7 separate regions of the Mus musculus genome follow, and all the other regions are linked to region 1. Evidence: chromatin contacts called from public Hi-C and promoter capture Hi-C data. All regions are on one chromosome and are shown on one strand. The core of a region is the stretch at or near the end of the contact, and the rest is flanking DNA. Distances in the headings are between cores, read along the strand shown. Region 1 holds the start of Zcwpw2 (zinc finger, CW type with PWWP domain 2). Region 2 holds the start of Gorasp1 (golgi reassembly stacking protein 1). Region 3 holds the start of Exog (endo/exonuclease (5'-3'), endonuclease G-like). Region 4 holds the start of Wdr48 (WD repeat domain 48). Region 5 holds the start of Acaa1a (acetyl-Coenzyme A acyltransferase 1A). Region 6 holds the start of Oxsr1 (oxidative-stress responsive 1). Region 7 holds the start of D730003K21Rik (a long non-coding RNA gene).

Region 1 (2,700 bases), core at 146-2,645:
TCTTAGTTGTCAATAAATAAATATTAACTATAACTATGACTCTCACATTACTTAACCAGAAATAATCTAGAACTTGTGCTCCTTTTTCTGTCTGTGACCCCCTAAGATTGCAATTAATTTGTCTATGCCTCACCATACAGTTCAATGTTCTAGCATGCACAAGGCTTCGGGTTCAACCTCCAGCACCGCATTGCTTGGTAATGTATAAACCCAAAACCTTGGAGTCAGAAGCAGGAGGTCAGAGAAAAAAAAATTCAAGACTTTGAGGGTAGCCTGGGCTACTTGAGGCCCTGCCGCAAATTTAAAATTAAAAAACAAACGTACAAAAATATGAAGATTTAACAAACTACAGACAGAGAGAATTATAGATGACTAAAATTCTTCACCCGGTGGTGGAAACAAGTGTGTTTGTGGCCATTCTGGGATGCATAAGACTCTGCCTCAAAAAACAAACAAACAAACAAACAAACAAACCCGGAGGATTATCACCTAGAAATAACCGAGAGAGGAGACAACTCTAAGAGCCAGAACAAGTCAAGAGTTGGCCATGGGCTCCTTTTCTCCTGCTACACAGAAGAGCATCCCGGAACCCCCATGAAGTCAGTGAGCGACCTTGCTTCAAAAGATACCCAAGGAGACCGCCACGCGACCCGAAACACGGGGCCTGCGTGGATTCCAGGGGCCCCAGACACGCATCAGCTCTCGGGTTAGCACCACGGTGACAGGCGCCTCTGAGCTGAGCAGCACGGACCCACCTCACGGAATCCCAGTTGCCGCTGAGTGGAAAGGACGCGCTAGAGGGCGCCCTGAACGCGCGCCTCAGCCCAACAGCAGCCAGCCTGCGACGCTGTCTCAGCTCCACTCCGCCTCCCCGCGGCTGGGCGCGACACCTCACCCGCCGCGGGGACCACTGGGACTGGTAGTACGTACGCCCCGCCGCGGAGGCTCACGGGACTCGTAGTGCGCCTCTGCCCTACCGCAGAGGCTCATGGGACCTGTAGTACGCCCCGCCCCGCTAGAGCGCCACTTAGCGGCACCCTATATAGTCTTCAGGTCCGGCTTCCGGTTTCGTCGCGCTGCGCTGGCACCCAGCCTGTGCGCAGCGGCGACACCTTTGTGGGCGGCGGGGCGTTCGTAGACCCTTCTAGAACCCTCTAGGCCTCGCCGCCCCTGAGCGGGGCAGCGGGCGCCGGCGACCCCGGAGTTGACGCGCGTGCTGCTGGGTAACGGGCCTGTTCCGGCGGCCCCGGGCCGCCCCTGCTCGGTTCCTCTGTGACCTCCAGGGCCCCTGACTGCGGGAGCCGCGGCGGAAGACATGGGACTCCCTCGGTGCACCTGTGACGGCCACCTTGACGGGGGAAGCGGTGGCGTCTTCGAGGAAACCGGAAGCCCGTGGTGACCCCTGGCGACCCGGTTTGTTTTCAGCCGGCTTCCAAACACTGGGGAAGCGAAACCCGGTGGCCTTGGGGACCGCCCTACGTAGCCAGGGTTCAGGGTGAGTGGATCGCTCGCGCTCGCCCGGACGGTGGAGACAGCCAGGAGGGGCCTGGTGGCTGTCGCCTGGCCAGACGCACTTCGCTTTCTGTCCCCGGCGCCCTTCTGCTGTTCAGAGCGGCCCAGTCTAGCATCCCTGGTCCCTGCCATCCCACAGCCCCGCTTCCACGGGCTTTTTTTTTTTTTTTTTTTTTTTTTTTTTGCCTTCCCGCTCGGGGATTGCTCAAGTTCGGTCCGTGCTCTTGACTCGCTGGGAACGCTTTCAGTTTTATTTCCTGCACTGGGGTGGCATTTATATCGGAGAGGGAAAGAGGGACGTGGGTAGTGCCGGTGGCGTCTGGGAGTGACCATCAGTCTAACTTGCATGTTTCAGTCCCGTTTTCCGGCTGGGTTGCAAGGCAGGCTAACAGTGGTCCTCCTCGCAAGGAACTCGGAATACTCAGAAAGAGAGATAAAATACCCATGGAAGCTACTAGAAATCAGAAATACCATGTGATGATCAAAAACATTGACATACTGAGACTGAAATTGACCTCTAATCCTTAAGTACAGAAGAGCCACCCCACCCCCGTTTGAATTTTAAGTTGGATTGAACAAAATCTTAAAACAGTTTCATTTCTAGTTCTCAAAAAATGTTCTCCTTACCCTGTCTGTAGTGATCACTCCATCGTCTTAAATGGAAAACAATTGGAATTATTCGCTGAATGGCTACAGAGTGTTGAATGCTCTAGGTTTGTAAATGGACGTTTTCATGTAAATGCGAGAGATTCATTGATGTCTAAAAGGCAGCTTGCTGTCGTGGGAATGCCAGTGGATTAGATGGATAGCCCAGATGTGTAAGCATCGAGTTTTCCACTTCCTCTCTTGAGGAGAAGGCTGCTTACTCTGACTTTCTCCTTCCCCCTTTTCTGAAGTCCAGGGCTTGCTTACCCTCCAAGGCACCCAGTTATAATTTCTAAGAGCTAGGCTGGCTCTGAAGTTGACAACTTAATTTGTATGTTTAATTACTTCATCTGTAAATTGAAGAGTGCTTACCCATCTTAGTGCTTTTTTACATTGATTTAATGAATTCTTAAGAACAAGTCAGGGGGTGGTAGCACATGCTTTTTTAATAATCCCAGCACTGGGGAGTCTTGAGTTGCAGTCTAGCCAGTGCTACAAAGTGAGACATCTTCAAGAAAAAAAAAAGGGGGGGGGGGGGGAGCA
Region 2 (2,824 bases), core at 131-2,630, 1.9 Mb after region 1:
TGATCTACAGAGTGAGTTCCAGGACAGCCAGGGCTACATAGAGAAACCCTGTCTCAAAGAAAAAACAAGCAAACAAACAAAGGGACTGGAGAAATAGGTCAGCAGTTAAAAGAGCCTATTATTCTATCAGACGACCTGGGTTGAGTCCCCAGCATGCAAGTGTGACAGCTCCCAAATGCCTATAACTCCAACTTAAAGGGATCTAAAACCTCTGGTTTGCACACTCGTGTGCACAAACAAAAACAACACACACACCAAAAACACATCTCTGTAACGGGTCCTCATCCTCTGACCTGATCAACCTGTCCCCCTTTAACCAGCCCCCCTTGCCTTCACTCCGTCCACCACCCCCACCACCTCACTTCCCTCAGCCCTTGTGCAAAGATCCCAAACTCCTGACTTCCCGTGAACCTGTTTTAAAACACCCCCGGTTGGATGCATCCCAATGTCTGCCAACCCCCAAGCACAAATCTTGTCACTTTGATCTGTAAAGCCAATGTGGCTCTCCAGCTAGAAACCGCTTCCCTAGCCCTGACTCCAGACTTCCTTTGACATAGACCAGAGAGGCATAATGGCTCAGGAGGCAGGCGCACGCAGATGGATTTCTGTAGGTTCCAGCCCAGTCTAGCCTACATAGCAAGTTCCAGGCCAGTCGGGGATACATAATGAGACACCCACAAAATAAATAGATAGATAGATAGATAGATAGATAGATAGATAGATAGATAGATAGATAAGATTTAAGAGGAACCGAGAAAGAGCAGCTGAGAGTTTAACAACAGCTTGAACTAAGTACCAAGATCCTGTCTGAAGGAATGAAGGCAGGCAGGCTGACCCAACAGCCAGACAACCTGACAAACCTGCCCGCCTCCACACAGCTCTGCATCTACCTGCTTTTCAAAGGGGCAAAACAGGGGAGCTGAGTTCAAAGATCTTTCTATCCCCAACTCCATACGGCGTTCTTTATCAACCAGACTATACTTCCCAGCAGCCTGTTCGCTCGTACCTCCCTGCAAGTGACACGTAGGGCCCCATCTAGGTCTCGGGATGTTTCACTCTGGGGTCCCAATGCCCACCCTGGCTCCAGTCATTCTGGCCACTTCACCCCCTCTTCAGCAGCTTTCCCAAAGCCCACGAGCTCTCCCAGCCCCTTGCAATGCTCCTTAGAGAAGGGGCCTCGGATCTTGGACGCGCTGGGCCTCGCAAGGCATGCAGGGAGGTCACTGCAGGCCTCGGGGCTGTGCAACCCTCCCTGGTGATCTTCCACCACCCCGGCTCACCCCGTGCAGATGGAAGCCCTCGCCGCCCGCCGGCTGCTCGCTGCTTGCCCCTAGCCCCATGGCCGCCCTCTCCCGCTGCTGCGTGGCCTAGTCACGTGGGGCCAGGCCACGCCCTCCCGGATGTCACAGTTCTTAGCAACAGGCCAGCAGCCAGGTTGCCAAGGACGCGCGCGCCTTAGACTTCCGGCCGTGAGCTGGGCTGCGAATTGGGCGGCCAGAGCTGGGAATCCCGCTCAGCCGGTCATCACCTGAGCCGGGCTGCAGCCATGAGCAGCGATGACTCCTCTCTCATGGTGCGTGAACTCTGGGCCGCCTGCGCTCGGGACTACTTCTGCAGTCAGGACTGCTGCCCTGGGCTAGCTCTCTGCTCTCTGACCATTTCTGCTCTGGGGTTACCTTTCTGCTTTCTCTGGCCATCTGCCCTTGGGCCACCCTCTGCCACACCATCCACCCTGCTGCCTGCCCTCTGGCCATCTCTACTCTTAGGCTACTTCCACCCCCCAACCACCTCTACCCCTCTGTTCACTACTCTGGCAGCTTCTAGAAGTCCTTCCATCTTCCTCAGCTCCCTAACCAAAGCATTTCCCCTCAGTGTCCTCTGCACCCCTAGCCTCAAATTAGCACCCAGACCTGATCCTATCCCCCAAACCAATCCGTGCCTGTCCATTATCGCATCTGCCTCCCACCTAAGCCATCTGTGTTCCACTGCTATGAGGTCTATGCCCACCTCCAACCCTGTTCCTAATCTAACGAGAAGTGTCAGCTTCCAAAGTCTCCAGAGCCACCATGTATCTCTCCCTTAGACACCTCTGGCCTGGTTTCTCTACTTGGGCTCTTTGCACCAGCACTACTGCCTGGCATTACCCATGTGCCACCTGCAGCCACCCACACATCACTGCACGCAACAGCCAGAGTCATTTCTTTAGAATATCATTTGAGGTAACTGGGGATCTGGCTCAGTTCCTAGAATATGCACCAAGCCCTGATAGCCATAAAACAGGTGTGGTGGTAGGTGCCTTTAATCCTAGCACCGGAGAGGTGGGGAGGGAGGGTCAGAAACTCACCATAGTTGAGTTTGAGGCCAGTCTGGGATACATGAACACCAGGCTCTGCCAAAAGTTTTAAAAATCTGAAAACTTCACTCCCCTACTTAAAGCCATTCGAGCTGGTTCCTGTTGATGACCCTGTCTGACGTCTAGGCTCTTTCAAATGGCCCATGAGGCTTTTACGACCTAACCACATCTATCCCCAACTCAACACCCACAAACCTTAGAGGAAGTGAGCTTTTGCTTTGAAATCTCAGCCCCAATTACTGTGTGATCTCCATGGGCTGTGTCTCCCTGGGCTTCAGCTTCTTTAGCTGTGAAAGATACCAAGATGTGTATAGCGGAGGACATGGAGACCCTGAAAATGACCACTCCTCAGTCCCCTTCCTTCCCAGCCTAGGATGAGCCTGACTTGAAGCTTACATGGTGTATTGACCATCCCCCAGTCACCTAAAACCTCTGCCGTAGCCAAACTCCCTGGAGCGCCTTCCTTCCCAG
Region 3 (2,700 bases), core at 12-2,511, 1.4 Mb after region 1:
TTTACGGTCTTCAGAGTGAGTTCCTGGACAGCCAGGGCTACACAGAGAAACCCTGTCTTAAAAAAAAAAACAAAAATAATAACAATTTACTTAATTTTATTTTATGTGCATTGGTGTGAGGGTGTCAGTCATGAGCTACCATGTGGGTGCTGGGAATTGAACCCAGACCCTTTAGAAGAGCTGACAGTGTTCTTAATCACTTAGCCATTTCTCTGGACCTTATGTTCTCCCTTTGTCAGTGGGCATTTGCCCATCAATTTTGTCTAAGACCAATTTGAGAGGTCCCATAAAGTGGCTAACATTTACAGTGTTACTTGACGGCATGCATCCCGTGTATACCACCTTAGTCCTGAGATGAATCCCTATCGTCTAAGATGATGATTTTAACTTCTTTTTTGAGACAGGGTCTTGCGATGTAGCTGAGACTCATTTGGAACTCACTATGTAGTCTAAGCTGATCTGGAGCTCAGAAATTCCTTCCTTGTCTTTGCTAGCGCTGGGGTTACAGATCGGCTCCACCAAGCCCAATTACAGTTTATTACATCGACTTATTTATGTCTGGCTGTACATACCTGTGCATGTAGGATGGCAAGCCCATGCCTGTGACGGTGAGAGGACAGCTTTCAGGAGTCAGTCCTCTTCTACCAAGTAGGTTCCAGGGACTGAATTCAAGTGTCAGTTTTGGTGGCAAGCACCCTTACTGATGAACCATCTTGCTTGTCTAGGCACAAATTAAAAGAGATAACATGGACTGACACACTGGACTAGTTTGGTAAGGATTTAACTTCTGAGCTCTGGCCCATCCAGAGTCTCTGGCTACCATTGAGTACTGTTTTCCCAGGAAACTCGATAGGTGGTACAAACACTCTGATGTGTATTTTGACTTTGAAGCAAGTGCCCCAAACAGTCCAATGGGGTACAGGTTTTGGAATCACATCGAGTTGGATCCCAGGTTAGGAGATCTTTGATGGATCATGAACAAGCATTTACTCACTATTAAATGGGACTAAAGACAATTTCTTCAGAGGACAGTACACACACACCATTAAATTGACAAGCTAGGACACTTAACCCATCCATTAACTGGCCAGGACCAGGGATGGAGGTAGGCGTGCCTCCCCTGCTGGACTCTAGGGGACGCGCGAGACCCTCAGCAGCGAAGGCCTCTGGGAGGCGGTTCGGGATGGCGCATGCGCGCCTGGTTCCGGAGCCGGCGATTGGACCATTCCGGCCTCGGAGCCCCCGCGTGCGCATGCGTGGCAGAGACAAAGTGCTGGCGCCCGCGAGTCATGGCTGCAAAGAGCTTCGCTTCCCGTCTCAGGGACTCGCGGCGATTTCTGAATGGCTTCTTGGCCGGGGCTGTAGTGGGCGCCGCGGGAGCGGGGCTGACGGCGCTGCAGTTTTTCCGGCGTCCGGACGCGGAATCCGCGAAGCTGGCGAGGCAGCCACACGGTGAGTCTGCAAGCCTAAGCCGGCTCGGTTCCCCACTGCTCCCCCAAATTCTTCACCTGGCTGCGGGCTCACACGTCACCACCCCTCCATCCTTAGCTCCACCCCGAGCTGAGACTCTGTTTGTTCTCCACCTTAGGTGCAGCACAGTGCCTGGTACAGAATTGGCCTTCAGTAAGTGTCTTAGTTTCTTTTCCTGTTGCTGTGACAACGTATACCTGACAGAAGCAACTTAAGGGAAGGGTCTGTTTTAGCTCCCCGTTCGAGGTGCACCCCATCGTGGCGGGGAAGGAGCTCGAAGCAGCTGGCCACGTCAGGAAACGGACGAATGCGTGCTGCCTTTTGGCTCCCTTTTCTCCCAGTTTATACAATGTGGCCACGTCCCTCCACTGTCAGGAAACGGACGAACGTGCTGCCTTTTGGCTCCCTTTTCTCCCAGTTTATACAGTGCGAATCCCAGTCAGGGAATGGCCCAGCCCATAATTAATCTGGGGATCCCCATATCATTTAATACAGCCAAGATTCCCCCTCTCCCCATAGGAATACCCGGAGGCCTGCTTCTCAGGTGTTTCTAGATTCTGTCAAATTGACAACATCACAACAAGAATGTTTGAAGGCGTTTCCGTAAAGAATATCTGCTACCCAGTCTTCCTAGTATGTACATCCTTAAATTTACGGGGCATCTTATCTTTAGACAGAGAAGTGAGCACAGACCCATCTCATTCCAGGACGTGCTGAACCACCCGCTTCTTTTGACACTTGCCATTGTGCCAGAGGACTGCTCTGGGGAGGCATGGGGAGGAGTCACTTGGAAGCAGCTCCGGGTTGAGTCCTCTAGGAGGAAGTGTCAGTTTCTTAGCCCCACTGCAGTGAAGGCTGCAGTCTGTCTTTCCTTGAACTGAAACACTGGGGAAGTATCAGTGAGGGACAGTGTGGGTGGGCTTGTTTGCTCTGTTTTTGCTTTGAGCCAGTACTCACTGTGACCCAGCCAGGCATGAGACATGGAGAAACAGGTGTGTGCACCCACTCTTGGAGTTAAGGTCTTTTAAAAAACGAAATGGATACTTAACCTGGCAGCTGATATATCATGTTGATGAAAAACTAAAATGATGGCCATTTTTGTCTCTATTAGTCGCAAGACGTTCCCATTCACTTTTATACTTGTAGCACTATGGTTTTCCTTTGAATTCTCCCCCCACCCCCCATACACACAGTTTGTGGTACAGACAGATTTAGAAAACTAATGTGGAA
Region 4 (2,700 bases), core at 199-2,698, 1.9 Mb after region 1:
GTGGCCGTGATGCCCCGAGCCATGGGATTTACAGGACCAGGTTACAGTACCAAGCTGGAATTCCTTCCAGTAGAACAGACCTCAAATCCAAAAGTAATTGGTTGCCCTCATAACCCTACAGCAGCGGGCACATCTTGCCTGGCAAGGTGGTCGGCTGGTTTATCACGGATGCTTCTTTTTCCCTGGCAGGATTCACAGCACCTATGAAAGCCAGTCATCACAGAGAAGCCAGTCATCACAGAGTCATCACAGAGAAGCCAGTCATCACAGAGTCATCACTGACAAGTTTTTGGGTCAGTGCACTTTGATGTCTCTGTGTCCAGCTACCAAAGTATACAGTGTCTCCAGCAATAGTGTCTTACTACTTAGTTTCGGTGGGCAACCAAGTGCAACAGCTATAGCCTGTATTGTTTTAGGGGCTTCTGGGTCTTCCCTGACCATGTCATAGAAAGCTATCCCATGCCTGGCATTGAGATTTTCATCTAATAATGCATGTCTTTTGGGGGGAATCATTTTCCATCCATGCAAGTGTATCTCTTTGAAATTCTGTATTTTAGATTTACTTCTATTTTGGGAGAGTGTTCTACCTGCGTCCGAAAGGGGGCGTGTGGGACTGGAGTTTATTGCAGCTCATGAACTCCCAGGTGAATGCTGGGAACCAAACCCAGGTCCTCTGCAAGTGCTCTCAACTTCTCAGCCATCTCTCCAGCCCCTTTGTATTTTTTAATTAGTTTATAAAGGTAGTGGGTTTCCATAGGGGTTATAGTACTTTGGTCATGTTTTTGCCAAAACGATCATTTAAAATATATTGTCAAGTTAGCAGGGCCTATGCGAACATTATCTCACTTAACATCCTAAGATCCATATTATAGCTGTACAGGCACACGTCTGTAATTCTGAGAGTCTGGGTAAGATCCTGAGGGGGCTGGTGAGATGAATCACTGGATAAAGGTGCCTACTGCCAAGCCTGAGTTAGAATCTCAAGGCCCACATAGTGGAAGAAGAAGACTACCACAAGTTGTCCTCTCCGCTGGTGTTTGAGAACAGCCAGGACTACACAGCGAGACCATGCCTCAAAATAACTAAATGACAACAACATTTTATTATTATTATTTTTAAAACCTATAAATATGGAGTTAGAGACGTGGTCCAGTTGCTAAGCACTGGCTTAAGTGGCTGGGGCACGACTTAAGCACGACTCTCTTGAGCGCTTTCTCTCTGCATGCAGGCGCTGGGACGGCCCTGGGGCTTAGCTGCACAGAGGTAGACCAGTACGGGCCCCCAAGCCCTGGTTCCAAGAGCGTTCCCGCCCACACGCTGCTATTTCTCCGCCAGCGCCTCCCCTCGCAACCAGCCCGGAAAGCCTACGCCCTACCTACCTTCTACCCAACCACAGAGTAGGGCGGGACATCCGCTGGCGCTTCAACTCTCCCGGAAGTGACGTCGGAGTGTCAACATGCAAGATGGCGGCCCATCACCGGCAGAACACAGCCGGGCGGAGGAAAGTGCAGGTATGGCGGCCCGGCTCCGCGGCCTTGGCGACACTGCCGTCGGCTCTGGTACCCCCGCGGGCGGGCGGATGCCTCGGGCCGCGGCTGGCCGGGTTCGACAGCCGGAGGATGGCGGGGCGGGGCGCAGCGGCGCGAGGGGTGGGGCCGGGGCGCCAACGGCCTGAGGTGGCGGCGGGCGGACTGGGCGCGCGGGCCTCGCGAGCGGTCGCGGGGAACCGCCGTCCCGGCGAACCGCCGTCCCGGGACACCGGGCCTGCGGCGGCGCCATGGGCCTGCTGCCCGCTCACCTGCCTCTGCTCTCGGCCGCCTTCCTCCGGAACAGCCGCGACCCGGCGGCGGAGGCCTCGCGGCGCCCGCGGGTGGGTGAGGCCGGGAAGCGAGGGGCCTTGCGGGGGCGTGGCGGGTCCGGGTCGCACGTGGGAGCGCTGTGCTGGAGGAAATGACAGTGTCCCTTCCTTAGCGATGGGCTTTGCCTCCGCCCTCCACCGTCCTCACTATGCATCTTCCGGGCTTCCTTTTTAGTCCTCATCTCCCTAACGTCGGAATCTCCAGTGATGAGCTCGCTGACCCGCACCGTGGGTGCTTTGGGTTTCCCCAAATCACGTTGGTTTGGTGTACGTTTGAGTTTTGCTTGCTGCCTTGTGTGCTGGGGATAAAGCTCGTTTAGCAGAGCCCTTCCTGTCCTGAGCAAGGTTCAAACCCCCTGCTCCACATAAAACCAGGCATGCTTGGTACCCGCCTGTACTTCTAGCGCTGCTTGTGTGTGTGTGTTTCTGTGGTGACGACAGGGGAATCGGAAATTCAAGGTCATCCTCCAGTACCTACCAAGTTTGAGATCAATCAGTCTGGGCTACACGAGACACACTGCCTTAAAAAAAAAAATGCATTCAGTCATTAAAGTGGACTGAGTGCATAGACTTGCCGCACAGAGGAGAAGAGACTAAAAGGGTTTAGCAGTCAGTAAACACTCCACGGATTGAACTCAGTGTTCAGAAGGGAGGGCCAAAGGTGAGTAACCCCAGCATAAGGCTGGAAAGCTGTGGCATTTTCTGAATGAGTGTCCTCTTTATAGTACTGACTTCCATTTGTTGGCCCTGTGTGCTCACTAATGGTTGTTTAATGGTTAGAATTGGGCTGACTGGGAGATGGTCAGTCTGGTGGAAGGCCTGTAGCACAAACATGAGGATCT
Region 5 (2,700 bases), core at 168-2,667, 1.3 Mb after region 1:
CCCACGTTAAGCGCGACCAAGGGTATGGAGAACATGAAGGAGTCCAGGGACCCGGATCCCACGCGGGGGTCTCCCGCAGACATGGCAGGCAACCCTGGGCCCCCGGTGCCGTCCAGTACGCTCGCCTGTGGAGTTTCCTACTTCCCTTAAGTCTCCTGCCAGCCCCTCCTTCTTTCGCTTTCCGAGAAGCTCCGCCCTTTGCTAGAATCTAGACTACGGGGCCAGAACTACCCAGCCTAAAAGTCAACCCACTTGTGCTTCTAACGTTTGCTCACCTCCCCTCGAAGGTGTGAGAATTTATATAAACCGCCTCTGGCATCTGCCTTGGCCCACCGATCAAGGTGGATGGACTAGGCGATCTGGTAGTGGTTATTATGCATGGTTAGCTCAATCAGCCTTGTTTAGGACTTGAAGGAGTTACAGCCCTTCTGTACAGTAATTTATATTCTGGTAGTAGGGAGGGAAGAGACAGACTGGCTTCGGAAGTAGTAACCCGAAGGCTCAGTCTACCTTTAGCTATCTGATGTCACTTGTGACTCTGCTTTTTAAAGGGGAAAGCCCACGACCTTGCCCATAAATTGGCATTTAGGGTATCTTGTCCTTTGTTTTCTGAGACAAACAGCACTACCTTCCCGGGGTCTGCAAAAAACACGCGGAACCTACCACCTTACTCTTTAACGTTGGGTCTAGACCCAAGGAAGATTTTTTCGTTAATTCACTTGGTTAATCTATTTAGGTGTCAATCTCCAATACTGGGTCTCCCTCCACCCTCCACCCCCATCCCCGGGTTTAGTAGAATTCCTAGGGGAATGTGGGCACTAATGGCACTATCCCAAACAAACGTAGATCAACAGGCTTAAGACGAGTGGGGCACGTTACAGTTAGAACCTGCCTGCCGTTCAGCACCTTAATCGGTTCTTCACACCAGCCCGGAACCCAAAATTACTTTGTTTTCTGAGAGAGCTTCTGTGACAGCCAACCCGGTTGGGGCTTAACTAGGTGCCTCAACATTTTCTAGGTCCTCAGTTCTCGGTTTTGGGACCCGGGGCTGAGCACAGCAAATTTTGATGGGAGACAAGGGTCTTCTCGGGCTAGCTCAGCAGAGAAGCCATGGGCCGGGCTCCGCCTTCTACGCGGCTGCGCGCTGAGCTCAAGGGGAGGGACTCCCTTGAGGCTGAGTTCATCCTAGGAAACCAGAAGTTTGGGAAACCTCCTTCCCCAATGTCTACAAAAGGTTGTGCAAACTTGGAAGTTTCCAGTCTGCCTTTCAAGGAGGATTAAGAGTGCGCATTACGATTGGCTTCCGTAGGATTGGCGGGCGGGGCTTTGAGTGGAGAGAAAGCGTCTTAGGACGGGCGTTGGGCGGGACTCTGGGGCAAGGGGTGAGTGGGCGGCCCTCAATCAGACTCCCCTTAATCTAATTGGTTGTACCTAGGAGTGGGCAGGCCCTCTAAAGACCCCATCCTACCTCTCGCAGTATCATTCTACCGGGGTTGTGATCCCCTTTCAGGCCTTGCGACGTAGAAGGCTGTCCTGCGCCTGCGCCCGCGCCTGCGCCTGCGCCTGCGCCTGCCATCATTCCTGTTCCTAAAGCTCTGCACCCAGAACCTAAACGAGTAGGTAGGACCCACCTCCGCGATGCATCGGCTGCAGGTAGTGCTGGGCCACCTGGCCGGCCGGCCCGAGTCGAGCTCCGCGCTGCAAGCTGCGCCCTGCTCCGCTAGGTTCCCGCAGGCCTCGGCCTCCGACGTGGTGGTGGTGCACGGACGGCGCACCCCCATCGGCCGCGCCAGCCGTGGAGGCTTCAAGGTGAGGCCCCTCGGGCGGGCGAGGGGAGCAGAAGGCGGCCAGCGCGGATGGAATTCTGCCGTCGGGGGTCCGGTGACCGCAGAGTCCCCGGGCGGGGATGCGGGAGCTGGGCTCACCGCTGCTGCGCCTCGCCCTGCAGAACACCACCCCCGACGAGCTTCTGTCGGCCGTGTTGACCGCGGTTCTCCAGGACGTGAGGCTAAAGCCTGAGCAGCTGGGAGACATCTCCGTGGGTGAGCTCCCCTGCGGGTCCTGCACCGGCCCTCCCCCGCCCTCCTCCCGAAGCTTCACTTTCTCTCCGAGAACCTGGGTTTCACTGAGCAAGACTACAGACTCCACCGATTTAAGTGGGATGGTTGAAGGACCCTTTTACAGGGTTCGCCTAAGATCATCGGAAAACACAAATATCTACATTACGATACTTAACAGTAGCGGAATTACAGTTCTGATGTAGCAATGAAAAATAACTTTATGGCTGGGGGTCACCACAGAAGCCTAGATGTTCCTGGAGACTGCAGGAGGTGAGAAAACGCAGTTCTCTACCTACATGGTGTCCTGGGTTACAGGTGCAGATGGATTCACCCCCACCCTGTCCTAACCCCTGCTTTACCTGAACTAGAACATAGAGTAGGACACGGTCTTGTCCCGAGGTGCCAGCCTGTTCCTCGTCCCTGCAGCAACGCAGGGCTTGGCGGAGGACACTTGGGGAGGTGAGCAGTTGCAGACTCCCTTTGCCCATGGCTCTGCACAGTGTCTCTTACTCTAGAGTCTCTCCTGTTACCAGGCAAGCCCTTGCCCCCAAGCCTGTGATTTAGAGGAGCATGCTCTGGCCCTCCATCACTGGACAGGTGGATGACAAGCTGTTGGGTAGCTGTCTCCCTATTTTCCACA
Region 6 (2,736 bases), core at 162-2,661, 1.3 Mb after region 1:
ATTTTTGGCAGGTCTCTATTGTAAAGCTAATTTTAAGGTAGAATGCTATCAGTGTAGACAGACTTCTTCCAACAAACAGTGGTCTGCTGATTAAGCCTTTGTTTTGCTAAACCCATTTCCCTTCGATTTCTATGGCCACTGCATTACTGCTGGGCTACAAACTCTCCCTCATCCCTAGCCGCTTAACCTCCTCAAGCACGCTGCACCTCTGAGAGTAACAATCCATGCTTGCTGTCGACCAACTGGTATTCTCGGATCTTATTCAGGGCCACTTCACACATAATAGCCAGATTTATGGAGCGAGCCATGGTCCCTAGTTGAAGCCCTCCAAGGACAACTTGAAACTCCAAATCTTTACCATAGCTTTAAAGGTCCCTGAGACTAATGTGTGCCCTCTTTCTGGTCCCTCAACTTATCAAGCACTCTCTCTCTCCTCAGAGTCTAAGTATTTTCTTATTCCTCAATGGAGGGGGAAAGGCGATCTTCCTCCGACTCGCTTTGAGGGCTCAACTTTTCCTTGAAATCACGTAACTTGTTCAAACCACTCCTTATAACATCTTGCCCGGTTCCTTCCGGCCACCTACTGAGACCTGTTACCGCTTTTCCCATTCTTTCTATGTAGTTGACGTCTGCCTCCGGGATCTGAGAAGTCAGTTGTAAAGAGCTAGAGGCGGGTCTAACCTGCTCAGCACCGGTACCTGGAGCTGCCCTCAGCCTCACACCTGCGAAATAGTGCATCGTCGCGTGGATGCAGGGATGGACTCAAGTGCACAGACCCCACAATCCCAGAGCCACGCGGCTCTGCCCACGGACCCTAGTGCCCCCTGAGCCAGGCCTGCCGCCCATCCACATGGCTCTTCTGCACAGGACGCATCTGTCTCAGGTACGCTTCTCCCTCCGAAGGGAGCCCCACCCTAGGCGCACGGCTCGCACCAGTGCCCAGCAAGGCTCGGGCCCAGAACCCCGGCGCGTCGCCCCTCGGCTCTCACCTATCACCTCCTGCAGCTCGTAGTCGTCCCTGTTGATGGACCAGGGCAGGGCGCTCGAGTCCTCGGACATGACGGCTGCAGCGCCTGGCTCCGTGCTCCTCACGCTCCGGGCTCTCAGGTCACCTCGCCGCGCGCCTCCCCACGCCCAGCCGCCGCCCCCAACCCGCCGCTTGGCCCAGCCTTGGGGCGCACAACGCCGGGGCGCGCGGGTCAAGCGCGGCCCCGAGGCGGAGACGCGCGGCTGCGACCGACCTCGCCTCCCGCGGCTCCGCGTCCCGCAGTCCCCGGCCCAGCCCACGAGCCGGCCTTAACCTCCGCGGCACCGCGAAACAAGCTTCTACCCAGCCCTGCCCCTCCGTCCCGCCCTCCACCCGAACCCCAAGCACGGGCCAAACTTTCCCTTCTCCCTCCACCTGCCGACACGCAGCGCGCTGACGTCACCACGCCGGGGAAGCCTGGCCGCGGCTCGCCGCCCCCCGGCCGCCATCTTGAGTGTGGCCGGACAAGAGGCAAGCGAGAAGGAAGCCGGAAAGAGTGGAAGTCGATAGTTAGAGAGCAGAAGTGCTCGTGGAGGAGTTCACTGAGGGCGTCTGAAAGCCAAAACAGAGCAAACTGCCGCAGAACGAGGAGCCACACCAAGCATGGCGGCCACTGAGTGCTAAACCGAAGGAGCGGCGCTTCCTCTAGAAGCTGAGGGAGGGGCGTTGCCCTCTCTGCTTTGCATTCATTGGTTGGTTTGAGAAAGCATGAGAACGGCAACTGGAGCGTGTGGACATCAGTCATATGTTAGTCCCGCCTCCGGGAACTTGACTCCCAGTTCCTACCGAGCGCCAAAACCTTTCAGGACCGGGTTCGCTGAGGTGACGTCACGGCGTCACGGTCACACCCTCGAGACGTGCAAACCGCGCCCCGGGGTGTGGAGAAGCCCGAGGGAGCGGCCGGGTGGGGTGCGCGGACGAAGGCCAACTAGGATAAAAGGTCTTGCGGGCTCCCGAGTGGAGCCGGAAGCTCGGCCCGTGATGACATTTTTTTTTTTCCTAAGGCGGAAGTACTCAGCGCCGCCTCCAGGATCCGGGAGGAAGCGGTTTCTGTCTTTTCTCCGCTTCGGGTCTAAAGAAACAGCACCTGCCTGGGACCTAGGTTAGTTGTCTCTGCCCAGGCAGCGCCTTGACTGTTCAGTGGTTTCTGTCACGCGACTTAGGGGTCAGCTCTAGGCCCCCGGCCCTGGCTTTTGTCATCTTCACAAAAATAAGTTCCGTTTTCTTGGCCTTAGAAGATCGCGCTTTGGTGAAACAAAACATTAAAACATCAACCTGGACAGGGTCGCTGCGGACAAAGTGTTCAGCTGAGCAGCACTGCTGAGCTCTTCGGTGGGAAGGCCATGAGCGCGTCTGGTTGATAGGACTTATGGAACATCTCAAGAAGAGGTCCCATTTGGGCCAGACCTTACAGTGCTAAGGGGATCTCAGCAAACAGAAAATGGGAGGACAGAATATTCCAGACCCGGCAAAGGTGCAAGGTCTTGCTGTAGAAATGTGTTTCAGGGCTGGAGAAATGGCTCAGTGGTTGAGAGCACTGACTGCTCTTCCAGAGGTCCTGAGGTCAATTCCCAGCAACCACATGGTGGCTCACAACCATCTGAAATGGGATCCAATGCCCTCATTTGGTATGTCTAAATACAGCTACAGTGTACTCATATATATAAAATAAATAAAATCTTTAAAAAAAAAAATAAGGAAGGAAGGAA
Region 7 (2,780 bases), core at 19-2,518, 1.7 Mb before region 1:
TGGGTCTGTTTGCTTGAGACAAAATTCTACTATGCATTGCATGATAGCCTTGAACTTACTCTAGCTCAGGATGGCCTCAAAATTAGAGTAGTCCTCAGCCTCACAGAGTGTTGGCATGCCAGGTGTGTATCATGATGCTTAGAGACAGATTTCTTTCTAACCAGTTATAGATGTAAAATTATTCTTAGTTTGTGGATCAAATCAACCAACAAACGAACAAATCAACAAACCAAGCAAACAGTCGGTAAAACTAAAAACAGGTGGCAGGCGAGGTGCTGGGTTATCAACAGTAGGCTGGCTACCACCCCAAACGTCTTCAATGCCACTGGTAAGTTCCATACATGAGCTTGCTTCACTTTCACTATTGTGGCACACACACACACACACACACACACACACACACACACACACAAAACATATACCTTGACTAAAAAAATGTATGTCAACAATGAGATCCATGGATATGGCTGCTGGGTGATATGTTGTTTGCCTAACTCTGTGTATAAAGATAAATATGCATATATACCCTTGCAAGTACTCATAAATACTCATACACCTAGACATAGAACATAAACATATATTCCTTGAAACAATTCAGGATTCTAGACATTTCCAACTGTTGCTTTCACACATTTAGAAGGGTTACTTAGCACTGTCCCCATTTTCTGGTTCTATAACTGTGTTTTCATGACTTGATCTTATCAAATCCCAACACCCCCATCTTCCCTCATCCAACCATGTGGTTAGTCACCAGGTCAAGCCCAGTTCCTTGAACATTAGTGGATTTCCACCTAGAGTCAGGATGACAATGAGTGGGTTTGGCTGTAGGTACATGGAGTATGGTAACGTAAGGATCCATGAGTCACTGAAGAATGATACCCCAGACTCAAATAGTACGTAAACGGAGAGTGTTTTACTTTGCAGAAGTCCAGCATGCTGGGGTCTCTCCAATGCCAAGATAGAGAGACAACCAAGTGAGCTTGCAGGCCTGATTTAAAGCACATTAGGTAATTCTGGGATAGGTGACTTCTATGTTAATCTGTTGGGTCTATCTCTATGGACATTCCATTACTGGGGTGTAGGAGCTGTGAACCTGCTGGGAAGATCTAGAAACTGTTGCTGAGGAAGTCTGGAAACTGCTGCTGACCCATTGTCCTTGCCTCACGATAGGTGGCAGGGCAGCTTCTGAGGCCTGGACTTGCCTGGACTTGCCCAGTTCTTAGAAACAGAGATTTAGGCCTAGTCTCCTTAACTGCCAATGTGAAGCCTGTCATGGAATCAGCCTAGCTTCCATAGGCCTTCTCAGTACCTATCAGAGCGATTTGGAATTTCATGGTTCCAGGAAGTAGCTAAGTAAGTTCTGTATTCAGCTCTTGTTCTAACTGGCATAGAGTCCAAAGTGAGCAGGAGTATTAATCAAGGAGGAAGAGCCCGTGTAAATGTGGAAAAACTCCAGGATTGTGGCTTGGAGGTCACAAAAGTAAGTTGGAACTTCCAGGAACCTCTGCCTGATGCTTCCAACTTCAAACACACCACCGACTTGCAGGGAACGCTGGCACAGTTGATTATTTTCTAATGGACATCTACCCAGGTGAGGAGCTGGGGAACCTGAAGGAAGAGACCTGGTGAGGGACACAGAACTGTATGCTTGGCTTCTGCCCTCTGTCACAGGGAGACAGACATCAGCAGTTCCTGTGTGACCCACAGCAGCTGAGTAATGCGCTCTGAAATGTCCTATCTCAGTTGGTAAAGTGCTTGCAAACCCCTGGGTTCCAAGCTCTGCAAGGCACAAAGTGGGTATGGTATCGTATGCCAGCTATCACAGCACTTGTCAGGCAGAGGCAGGAGGACCAGGAGTTCAAGGTTTTCTATCTATTGCTATCTAGTGGGTTGGAGGCCAGTCTGAGCCACGTAAGATGCTACATACGAACAAACAAACAAATGGCAAATAGCTAATGTGGGCCTTCCATACCCTACCTTGTAGATTCTTTCTGCCCTGAGACTATGAAGAGATAGAATCCTGGTCCTCAGATGTCTCCCCTAGCTAAGTCAGCACAGAAAATGGACTATGTAAACTCCCTTTCCTGTAGAGCTGGTCTGAAGTAATCCGAGATGGTTTTTGTAAGACTTGGTAAAGTTCCTTCACCCTCTTTCCAGTACTGTCCTGGGGAGAGGGGGAGTCGGCCTTTATCCTTGGGAGATTGCACAGATTTAGAAACTGATCTTACACGGAGGACAAGAGAACAGCCTAAGAAGTCACCTCTTCTCTGCCTGGGGGTTTTCTCCCTCCTGCGGGGTGCTCAGAGGGCTTCTCCTGGAAGCCCTAGGACCAGCAGGCCTGGCTTCCTGCCTTTCTCTAACCAGGGTGGCAGGGGGCCTGCATCTGCCTCCCAGCAGCCTTCCTGTGTTGACAGCACCCTTTGTTCTTCCTTTCTCCCTAGGGAAGATGTTGGCTTGTCTGTTCTGGGCAACAGATTTGGGAAAAAACACACTTTTGTCTTTTAAAGGAATTTATCATTGTTCTTCTGAAGACTCAAAAGAAAAGTCACCTTACACTGATTTCAAAAGCAACAACAACAACAAAAACCAATTGAACACCCCCTCGCCCCCTTCAAAAACAACAGGAAGGCATGATTCAGGCCATGCATTTTAAAATTACTAAATCCACAAAAATGTGAATGTGTGTGTGTGTGTGTGTGTGTGTGTGATAACAATAATGAACAGGCAAAAGAAAATTGCAATGTTTCTCAATCTCTCCATTTTCTGACATACATGTCACC

The links. Promoter capture Hi-C pulls out the DNA fragments that hold promoters and counts their contacts. A called contact is a pair of places that touch in the nucleus more often than the background predicts.
Region 2: a contact with region 1 is called in a promoter capture Hi-C map of pre-B cells, with 4 times the contacts expected there. The contact joins the promoter of Gorasp1 here to the promoter of Zcwpw2 in region 1. A contact is called at or near these places in 2 of 39 promoter capture datasets (liver and pre-B cells).
Region 3: a contact with region 1 is called in a promoter capture Hi-C map of pre-B cells, with 4 times the contacts expected there. The contact joins the promoter of Exog here to the promoter of Zcwpw2 in region 1. A contact is called at or near these places in 2 of 39 promoter capture datasets (liver and pre-B cells) and 1 of 115 datasets of contacts at active chromatin or transcription factors (thymic regulatory T cells).
Region 4: a contact with region 1 is called in a promoter capture Hi-C map of pre-B cells, with 4 times the contacts expected there. The contact joins the promoter of Wdr48 here to the promoter of Zcwpw2 in region 1. A contact is called at or near these places in 3 of 39 promoter capture datasets (hippocampal neurons, liver and pre-B cells), 1 of 484 Hi-C or Micro-C datasets (the G1E-ER4 cell line) and 2 of 9 other capture datasets (adipose tissue and liver).
Region 5: a contact with region 1 is called in a promoter capture Hi-C map of pre-B cells, with 4 times the contacts expected there. The contact joins the promoter of Acaa1a here to the promoter of Zcwpw2 in region 1. A contact is called at or near these places in 2 of 39 promoter capture datasets (liver and pre-B cells), 4 of 484 Hi-C or Micro-C datasets (CD4 T cells, CD8 T cells, the G1E-ER4 cell line and 1 more), 1 of 115 datasets of contacts at active chromatin or transcription factors (thymic regulatory T cells) and 2 of 9 other capture datasets (adipose tissue and liver).
Region 6: a Hi-C map of CD8 T cells shows a contact between it and region 1, with 8 times the contacts expected there. The contact joins the promoter of Oxsr1 here to the promoter of Zcwpw2 in region 1. A contact is called at or near these places in 3 of 39 promoter capture datasets (the C10 cell line, liver and pre-B cells), 2 of 484 Hi-C or Micro-C datasets (CD4 T cells and CD8 T cells), 3 of 115 datasets of contacts at active chromatin or transcription factors (fibro-adipogenic progenitors, microglia and thymic regulatory T cells) and 1 of 9 other capture datasets (liver).
Region 7: a promoter capture Hi-C map of the 3T3-L1 cell line shows a contact between it and region 1, with 11 times the contacts expected there. The contact joins the promoter of D730003K21Rik here to the promoter of Zcwpw2 in region 1. A contact is called at or near these places in 2 of 39 promoter capture datasets (the 3T3-L1 cell line and hippocampal neurons).

The regions. Positions count from the first base shown.
Region 1 is chr9:118,039,464-118,042,163 of GRCm38.p6, forward strand. Zcwpw2 (zinc finger, CW type with PWWP domain 2) reads right to left here and starts at 1,396. Exons shown (of 9, transcript NM_001378466.1): 1 at 756-1,396. It overlaps Azi2 (5-azacytidine induced gene 2), which reads left to right and starts at 1,059. Exons shown (of 8, transcript NM_013727.4): 1 at 1,059-1,495.
Region 2 is chr9:119,936,178-119,939,001 of GRCm38.p6, forward strand. Gorasp1 (golgi reassembly stacking protein 1) reads right to left here and starts at 1,381. Exons shown (of 9, transcript NM_028976.2): 1 at 1,281-1,381. The coding sequence starts at 1,340. It overlaps Ttc21a (tetratricopeptide repeat domain 21A), which reads left to right and starts at 1,429. Exons shown (of 29, transcript NM_028735.3): 1 at 1,429-1,573. The coding sequence starts at 1,547.
Region 3 is chr9:119,443,699-119,446,398 of GRCm38.p6, forward strand. Exog (endo/exonuclease (5'-3'), endonuclease G-like) reads left to right here and starts at 1,262. Exons shown (of 6, transcript NM_172456.4): 1 at 1,262-1,452. The coding sequence starts at 1,290.
Region 4 is chr9:119,893,447-119,896,146 of GRCm38.p6, forward strand. Wdr48 (WD repeat domain 48) reads left to right here and starts at 1,449. Exons shown (of 19, transcript NM_026236.3): 1 at 1,449-1,511. The coding sequence starts at 1,464. Gm2449 (a long non-coding RNA gene) reads right to left here and starts at 1,466. Exons shown (of 7, transcript XR_871350.2): 1 at 1,380-1,466; 2 at 81-201.
Region 5 is chr9:119,339,877-119,342,576 of GRCm38.p6, forward strand. It overlaps Acaa1a (acetyl-Coenzyme A acyltransferase 1A), which reads left to right and starts at 1,418. Exons shown (of 12, transcript NM_130864.3): 1 at 1,418-1,809; 2 at 1,949-2,042. The coding sequence starts at 1,639. It overlaps Myd88 (myeloid differentiation primary response gene 88), which reads right to left and starts at 142. Exons shown (of 6, transcript NM_010851.3): 1 at 1-142. The coding sequence starts at 83.
Region 6 is chr9:119,321,016-119,323,751 of GRCm38.p6, forward strand. It overlaps Oxsr1 (oxidative-stress responsive 1), which reads right to left and starts at 1,412. Exons shown (of 18, transcript NM_133985.2): 1 at 990-1,412. The coding sequence starts at 1,059.
Region 7 is chr9:116,326,055-116,328,834 of GRCm38.p6, forward strand. It overlaps D730003K21Rik (a long non-coding RNA gene), which reads left to right and starts at 1,269. Exons shown (of 4, transcript XR_871324.2): 1 at 1,269-1,591.